Regions from separate parts of the Aedes albopictus genome. Here region 1 is linked to region 2. Evidence: chromatin contacts called from public Hi-C data. All regions are on one chromosome and are shown on one strand. The core of a region is the stretch at or near the end of the contact, and the rest is flanking DNA. Distances in the headings are between cores, read along the strand shown.

Region 1 (4,857 bases), core at 902-3,401, 240 kb after region 2:
TTAGAAAATTTCCAAGATGTGACCATAATTCATGGAGGAAGTTCGGAAAGAATTTCCGGAGGAATTCTTGAACATATTTTTAAAGGAATCCCTGAAAGGCTGTCTGGAGACATACTATATCTTCTGTAAAGGTTCCTAGAAATTTCCAAAGAAATATACGTCAACGTTTCTAGAAATTGTTACTGAAATGTTTCCAAATTTCTTAAAGAATCCGAAGAAATAATCCTAATGATATCCTTGGAAGAATTTCAGGAGGAATTACTGATGAAATACCTAGAGGAATACCCTGAGAAACTCATGAACTACATGATTTTTTTTTTCAGAATTCACTGAAAGACTATCTAATGGAATTACTAAGCAAAATTAGTAATAAATAATTTATAGAAGAAGTCCGAAAGAGGAATTCCTGAACGAACACTGGGATAACTGTGCAAATATAATTCTTGGAGTTATTTCTGAAGGGCGAAAGCCCGTTAGTTACGCCACGCTTTGAGGAGGAAGGGATTCCGAAGTGTGTGATAATCTCAGAGGAGTCCTATACAAAAACTTTAGAGGTTCGACTGGGAAGTAGACTTATTTCTCGTGGGATTTCGGCTTTCAGTCCAAGAAAACCAACGCTTTTCTTGGACTGAAATCCGAAATCCCACGACCTATACAAAAAGTGTGCCATACAAGGGAGGGGGAGGGGTGGTTGCGGTGAAAATGGCGATTTTTGCGTGTCCTTATTTATGGAGCCATTTCAATGGTTCTGCATAGAAATTCTTTGGACAATTTATGGAGGAACATAAAGCATCTCTATAAAATATTTCTGAAGGAACATTTGAATTTTTTAAGAGTCCTTGGAGAAATTTCTGAAAGATTTCAGGACTCTTTATTTTCTAAAACTAAAACTAAACAGTTAGAATGTCAGGAATCCATGAATGGTTTTCTGAAAGAATTCCCGGAGAAATTTCTGAAATAATCCATGGAGGAGTTAGATACCTCATTGGTTCCTTGTGTGAGTGTAGCTGGTCTGGCGATAATGGAGTAGCATCCACGGGCAGTCAAACATGCTCAAGCTCAAAACAACTTGGTAATTTCTTGGGTTTTCGGCTTGGTGTTGGCTTGGGTTACCGAGCCCTGAGGACGGTCCCACACATGGACCGAAATATCGACGATGATCTGAAATCAGTCAACGCAAATTATTTTAGACTGCAAGAAATTAAAGTACCTAAATCAATCGACATTCGAAATCGTATTGCAGATTAGTGTTTAAAAAATGTGTACTGTGAAGTTTTTCGTCGACAGAATTGTCTTTTTCTTTTACATGGGCACCTTTAACCCAATTCCCCTACCTATTTAATGGAAGCCTGTTTTTTCATCCAGTTTGCTTTACAAAATTTTCGAAATTTGTATGAAGCGTAAACTTTGGCCAGACCACCTCCCCCATAAAAATCTACACAGTCCTTGGACAGGCCCCAAGTTCAGCGCATGACGAAATCACGATGGACTTTATCTGACCTGAATTTCAAAGAAATCCGCTGCAAAATAGTAACTAATTAATAGTGATGAATTTTTCGTGAACACCCTTTAGGTGCAGGGTTTTCAGAGCACTGACAAAACAGCAAAAAACGCACACTATGTGTATACACTACACAACGATCGACCTCTTCACCCCGAGAACCGCGCAGCACCACAGTGTGCGAATCGCCTCGCCAGTCGAACCCCGCCGCAGGTGAACGTTTGACACTAGAAAAACACCGATTCTGCACCAGCAGAGGACAATTTTCACGAACGGGACGGCACTGCACGACGGGAAAAAACGCACCACCACTTTTCCGCGACACTTTCTGGGCGAGCACTAACCAGGAGGAAAAACCTTGCGCCAGCGAGCGAGCTACCGACCGGACACGACGAATGTGGGTTTTGCTAAGGAAGGCAAGCGAAAAATTAAACTGGTTTTTCAGCTGGCTGATTGCTTCCCTGCGCTACTCTCCCTCTTCTTGGGAGCTTTTCTTCTTTCTTGGCTCGGGCTTACTTTTTTCCACTAAACTGACTGGCTGACTGGTTCCTATTATTTTCCCTTGTATCAAATGGTAAGGTTTCGCTGCTTTATTTGCTGACTGCTGATTGCTGCTGCTTCTCTCTGATGCGATGATGTGCGACTGAACCTCTAGACTGGGCCCGAAGTGTGTCCAACAATCGAGCGAGCCATAGCGAGAGAGTTGCTCATTAGAGTGATCCACAAGAGGCTGAATTTCATGGATTTCTTTCACTTTTAAATGAAATTTCAAATAAGTTACCAAGACAGTATGATTTTTTGAGCTCCTTGTGCGCACGTATTTTTTAGAACTTTAAGCACGTGTATAAAAATCAAAGGTGTAAGAAAAAATAAATCTTCAAATATATGATTTTAAATTGGAATTCAAATTAATGCATTTCCCTTGTTCATTGTTCGTTCAAAGAGGATCCACTTCATGATTTAAAAAACGACCCGATTAAAAGAAACTTAATGGAATTTTTGACTACCCAACGTTCTGTGTTTACAGGTCGTATCATTACTTCCTACTAGTAAGGTTTGAAGTTCCAAATATTTCACTTTTTCCACATCAGCCTAGTCCACTCTATTACCCAGCGCAAATTACAGCTGCGGGAGCATTAATGCGACAATTTGATGCTCTTCTCTGGATGGGTATAACTGCGTACTACCTACTTGTACGACGACAATAGGAGCACGCATACAGAGAACTAGACGCTACCAGCGGCAGTCAGTGGTATAGTCCTACACACGATGATGAGGAACTTGCTTTCTCCGCGTGCATGCACCGCGCGCTGCACGACGACGGCGATTTGAGTGGTGGAATGCGCGGTTCAGCGTGCGGGTGAACGGCGAATTTTCGCGTTCACGATTTATTTTGCACCGTTCACTCGACATCAATATGTACTTGTAAGCTTGGTGAGAAAGGGTAGCTGATTTTCAGAGTGAGATGAGATTTCATGAGCAGATGAGTTGATAGCAATACTGGCGAGTGAGGTAAGGCATGTTTAGTAGAGTAACACTTTGTCGTTAAATTGGCGATTTTTTATTCAAAGTTCGCAGAGCCGTAGCGTAGTCCCATGGCGCCATTGGCAAGCATCCAGGTTGGGGCCCCATGACAATAGGACATTGTTAATTTGCGAAAGTTTGTAGTTATGTATTCTTTTTTTCAGTTTTCGTAAAACTTGGATTTTGGTGTTTCGAAGAAACAAATCCTCCCGATTTTTTATTTTCTTATATTTTTTTTTCATTCAAAATTTCACAAAATTTTATTTTCTTATACGAGTATACTCTCCTCCCCTCGCATATCAGTCCCATTTGACTTTTCAGCATTTTTGAGTAAATGCTATGAACAGTCAACATTTTCAACAAACTTTTATAACCCATAATAAAAATTACGGATTTTTATATCAATGTGCGTAAAAAAAAAAAACAAATTACGAGCGTCTCATATTGAAAGTACCCGCATAACAGTCCCATCATGGATTTATGTACCCTGTAACACAACTGAATAAATTTGTAGTAAACGTAATATTTTCCACAGTTATGTTTGAAGGTGCAAAGTTTCAGGATGATCGACATATTCTTCAAATTATGACGATTTCTCAAAATTTTACATGGAAACGAGTTGTCCAACTTCAAACGCTGTTTCCTCAATACTTGTTGGATTTAATCAGTATATCTCTTTATTGTTGATATTTCTCGGTGAACGAATTAGTTCACCGAGAAATATCAACAATAACGAGGTATAATGTTTTCTGAATTCCTACTTTTTACAAATGGGACTGTTTTGCGATTGGGGGCAGTATAAGTACGAACACATTTTGAATTTCAAGAATCTTACTAACAGCAGAATAATTAGAAATAACTATTAAGATTCCTTACATAAATGATGCATAGATTTCTTCAAGACATTTACAAGTTTTTTTAATTTATTACATTTTTTTCTGAATTTTGTTTTAAAAAATACTTCATTGAGTTTTAGGATCTTTCAGGAAACCTCAAACGATCTTGTTCACCCATTTCTAGTAATTGGTTCAATTTTACCAGTATTGTTCAATAACTTTACCAAAGGTTTCGTCTGAAGTTTAATCAAAATATTTCCCTGAAGATCCGTAAGAAATTCTACATTTTTCATTAGACAAACCATGAACATGGATTAATACCAGGAGGAACTCCTGAAGAAATTTCTATATGAATTTAGATGGAATTACTGAATGAAATTATGCAGGAAGCTCTGAAGGAATTCTGTTGGAATGTCCGGTCGGTATGAAAATCCGGAAGGCATTCCAACATGAATTTCCAATGGAATTTATGTAGTATGGAATTCTTGCAGGAATTTCTGGAGTTGTTCGTGAAGAAAAACCTGAAGGAATTTGTGAATAACCACTGGAAGTATTTTGAAAGAATGCTTCGAAGAATTTTTGAAGGAATCCCTGCAAAAGTTTCTTAAGGAATCTATTGGAATCTATTGGAAAGGATTGGCGCAAACGCAACTCTTTGACCATCAGTGTACGGAAATGTATGGTTATCTCATTTAGCAGAAAAGTACATCTGTTAACATGGAACTACACGATGAAAAGCGGCTTAGGCGTACTCCTGGATGCAAAACTACATTTCACCGAGCACTACACGAACATCCTGTCTAAAGCTTACCGGAATCTGGGAATGATCTTCAAATTCAGCAAGGAATTTAGAGATCCATATTGTCTTAGGTCTCTGTATTACTCGTTAGTGAGGTCAATTCTGGAATCAGCTGCTGTTGTTTGGGCCCCTACTGTGGTTGTTTGGATTAATAGGATTCAGCGAAAATTCATCAGATTTGCTCTGAGAACCTTACC
Region 2 (4,573 bases), core at 1,599-4,098:
AAAAGACGGGCCAGGGATTGAACCCATGACCTTCTGCATACGAATCAGAAGCGGTAGCCACTAGACCACCAAGCCCGTCTCAATTATTCGCCATAGTTTATTTTCACCCTTTAACGATGTAAATCAACAAGAAAAATTTTGTCAACAACAGATCACGTTCACAAAAGATAGTCGCTCTCATTTAAACTCCACATTTTCCTCAAATCATGGTAGAAATAAATCATTTTCCTTAAAATTTCGGCTTCCTTGCACCCTTTTTCGTCATAGTGTACCAGTTATGGCTAACCCCATAAGGAATGCATGCAAATAGTGCGAAAAGGAACCGAAGTTAAAAAATATAACCATAACTGGTACAGGGTTCCTATCATTGGCACACACTGTAATCAATACTAAAAGTAGTTTTGGATCGGTTTCTATATTTTTCCTGTAAAGTATGGAAAACAAGCTGTCTTTTAACTTATTGATGACATTCATTGGTCTTCTCGTTATTTTTGTATAAATAGCTTTCCTTAGGTAGTGCCATAATTGGTACACTTACCCTAGTTAGATAACTTTCCAACCACCGAAGAAGTCGCTCCGAAGCACCGATGCGAGAAAGTTTGCAAAGATGGATGCGATGATCAATAACGCCGAAGGCGGCCTTCAGGTCCGTGTAAACCGCATCAACTTGAGTCTTGGCTTCCATATGACAAACACAGGTATTGACAAAATCCATCAGGTTCGTTGTAACAGAGCGACCAGGCATGAATCCGTGCTGGTTGGTTGAAATATGCGAACACAATGATTGCCTCATAATCTATTTTCTTCCAAAACCAAATTCAAACCCTCTGTCGGAAGGATTTGAGGGTGCATACTTCAAATATTGTACATATTTAGTAGATTTATACAAAATCATCATTGCTTCAATGATTCTGTAATTATATTGATATTCTAAATTCTGAAATCTAGTGCGAACTTTGCTCCACAGCTACTGCGGACTTTTGCCCCACTGTGGAGGCTTTAACAATGTTCCTTTCTGCAAGAAGCACAAGTAGTTCTTTGTTCATTCGGGTACACCTCTTGAACTACTGGAATAACGATTCTTCGACATCAAGAGGTTATGAGATACTTCTTTTTCCTGTCAATACAAATTCTTATTCCGAAAGGTCCCAAAATTACATCAAAACAGCTAGAAACATATTTTTTGCGTAACTCTTTTACAACATAACAGTGTTGTTGTTTTCTCCATTTCTTGCAACCGAACGTGCCAGATAATGAGTCGAACCCATACAGGTTTGCTTGGGTTCCTAACTTGTGCGCAGAGAATAACCCACTGCGAATTTTTGCCCCGCATTACTGATTGATTGATTTATCTTTATTATAGAGACTTTCAGCCCTTGGCTGGTTCGTCTCTTTTTCCCGCATTACTCTATTTAGAGGGGAGACACATATAAATTATTCAAGAAATTTTAAAATTTTTTGAGATGAAATAAGAGTCGCCCAGAAAATTTCCTAACTAATCCGATGAGTTTGACGATTTTGCCTAACTGTTTGGGTATTTTTTCATTAAATATATTTATTATTTATCGTCCCCCCTTGACGAACCAACAAGAACTGTGACAAAAGAAGAAAATGGGATTTGTTCCGGCCTAATTTTACAAAAAAACGTGTATTACCCATCGATTTAAATAATTTTTGAGCTGACATTCACGAAGGAATGATTTTTTTTTATGATAAAACATGCATTAAACCAAGCCTATCAATACTTACACGATACATTCCACGCGTAGAACAGCAACAGAATAGCTGGCTCTAGAATAAAGTAGCGATACTTTCGTTCAAACTTGTTCTGCTCCCCGCTGGACACTGTCGGCGTATCTTCAAGGTAACCACTCACTTCACCTCCATCCATTATAATGTTGTCACTGGGAGTGCGATATGCGTTTCGTACGATTCGACCAAAGGTGTCGTTTGCACCTCACTGCTGCTGCTGCTTGTAACAAGTGCAGTTATCAGCAATTTTCCCTACGGATGATTCTTATCACCATCTTACTACGGTTGTGGATTACTGTGGCTGTTCGTTGACTTTGCTAGTCCTTAAAACATTCTGATGGACTTCTGTGCCGCTTGACGATGGTTACAGCGGGACTAATTCCAAATCATTCGATGATTAAAGCTGCACGCTTAGGAATGTGGTGATACTAAAAACTGAAAGAGAAAATTGATATCAAATGTGGAGGTCGAAACGAACAGTTATCATTTCCGCAACGCAAATTTAATTCATATGCACGATGATTCTGATTCGGACTTGTAATGGGAACAAAGAGTTGCAAAAAATATACACTAGCCACTGAATGACGCATCAGTACCCTGTATGATTGGTTTTGTCGCCATACTCTCGAAAACAGCAAAAGTGGTTTCCAAATCAGAACAATCGTTGAATGAATCCTTGCAAGTGATAACGGCCCACTTGATCCCCGAAAACATGTTGCTAACTTCCTGAATAAATGGGAGAAAGCGTGATATACGCACTGCACCTTACATACCTCCTATAGATGTATCGGTTTTGCAAAAAAAAAAGCATTTAACCAATCCTCATATCCATTTACGCGTAGCTATTGGCCGAGCTTAATTCACCATTCTTCGCGCGTATCGAAATCAAAACACCACTGACTGGTCGGTCACGTTGTTATTTTGCTTAGCTTGCTGGAGTGCGTTATCACAGATGATTTCAGCTCGCAGTCTCGCCTATCACTGCTGTTTTCCAAGGGGTTAGGATTTGTAAATAGTCCAAGGTACCTTCTTAGTACACACGCAAAAGGCAGAAATGATGAATATTTTTCGCATCAGCGACTCAAAACAAACCCGAGAGTGTGTGGGACTATGTGAGAGGAGCGCGTGTATATTATATGCGCAATGCCAGGTTGATGAGGCGACAGCTTAACGTCGTGAGTAAGTGAGCAGTGAGATAGGAATGAATTGCAAGCATAGTCACAAATACTCGAGCCTAAGCTGTTTAAAAACAAGCGAAGATGTGTATTGTGAGAAGTGTTGCTATACCTGTTTATTTACAATAAATCTTCTCAATCCCAAATTGCTCCAAAATTGCAATTTTTGTAGGTGAGAGTATTCCAACTAAAGTTTTTTTTTCCAAAATTCATCGCTTTTCAACCGCATTTGTTTATCATGATTCATGATGTAAGCTGGTGTCTTCAGTTAGCCTAGTGGTTAAGGTTTTGGATCGCCAAGCTGAAGACGGCGGGTTCGATTCCCGTTCCGACCGGGAAAATTTTCTCGACTCCCTGGGCATCAGTGTATCATTGTACTTGCCACACAATGTACAAATTCATGCAATGGCAGGCAAAGTAAGCCCTTCAATTAATAACTGTGGATGTGCTCAAAGAACACTAAGTTGAAGACAGGCAGGCCAAGTTCCAATGCGGACGTCAAACCATACAGAAGAAGAAGAAGAAAAGAAGGAGAAGAAGAAGATGTAAGCTGGATTTATATTGACATTTGTCAATCAAAGCTTCATGCATTCCAAAATCACAGTATACACATAAGGAGAGCAAAACAAACAACCAAGCGGCTCCATGAATGTGTTGTTTGGGAGATACGTAGCGTTCACTTGCATAATTCAACCATATTAGATTCCATTCATCGATCTTTTTTTTCTTTCTGCTCAACAGACTACCGGACAGAAGGTCCAGGTAGTGTGAGGTTAATGACCGTCTTCTTACAGACTAGCGTATTGTTGAGGCTGCGCCGCCATGAGCTTCTTGGTATGCCTCTGCTGCGATGTCCTGCTGAGTGTGGCCGACTCACCTCCACTTCCGCTCCCGAATTTCTGTCGCTATCGGCTTTTGATACTATCGACTAGATACTGTATATATAGAGAAATGCAAAGACGACTTCTTTTGATTGTTGTGCTTCTTTTTCACCAGACTTTGTTTTCATAATTTTGCTGGCGTGCTCGATAGGTAGCCGATTTGACAGTTCTATAGGTAGATTTGGTTAAACTCTTTGCGGGTCTGTGTTATAAACAGACTGTACTATCGACGATGGAGATCCAATTGTGAGGTCCCCATACACGAATTATATACCGCAGGCATCTATTGATGAAGATCTGCAGCCGTTGAGTGTTCTCCACTGATACACACCAAGTTTCACTGGCGTCTTGCAGCACAGATTTCACAAACGAGTTTTGGTGCGTCGACTAATGTGGTAGTTTTTCCATATATTTCTTAAACTCGCAAAAGCAGCCCTCGTTTTCTTGAACCGTGCATCTATGTCGATCTTGGTGCCGCCATTGGCCGTCATTTGGCTACCAAAATATTGGAAGCTTTCAACATTCTCCACTGATTGCCCAGCTACCGTAAAGCTGGAAGGGTTTACCGTGTTTACATCCAACGATTTGGTCTTGTTGACGTTGATGGTAAGACCTGCCGCTGAGGAGCGATTGGCAAGATCATCGAGCTTGCTCTGCATATCAGGGCGCCGTTGAGGTAGCAGAGCAACGTCATCAGCCAATTCGAAGTCATTTATGTGCTCCATGGTAATGGTCTGCCAAAGCAATCCACGATTTGGTTCACGA

What was found. Hi-C and Micro-C count contacts between places; a contact is called where the count stands out from the background.
Region 1: a contact with region 2 is called in a Hi-C map of embryo, with 7 times the contacts expected there. The contact joins the promoter of LOC109426658 here to the promoter of LOC109426663 in region 2. A contact is called at or near these places in 3 of 3 Hi-C or Micro-C datasets (embryo, whole body and whole pupa).

Annotation. Positions count from the first base shown.
Region 1 is chr2:425,915,939-425,920,795 of AalbF5, forward strand. It overlaps LOC109426658 (protein boule), which reads right to left and starts at 2,152. Exons shown (of 8, transcript XM_062853578.1): 1 at 1,808-2,152.
Region 2 is chr2:425,675,663-425,680,235 of AalbF5, forward strand. It overlaps LOC109426663 (probable peptidoglycan muropeptide transporter SLC46), which reads right to left and starts at 2,849. Exons shown (of 7, transcript XM_019702190.3): 1 at 2,526-2,849; 2 at 1,750-2,187. The coding sequence starts at 1,891.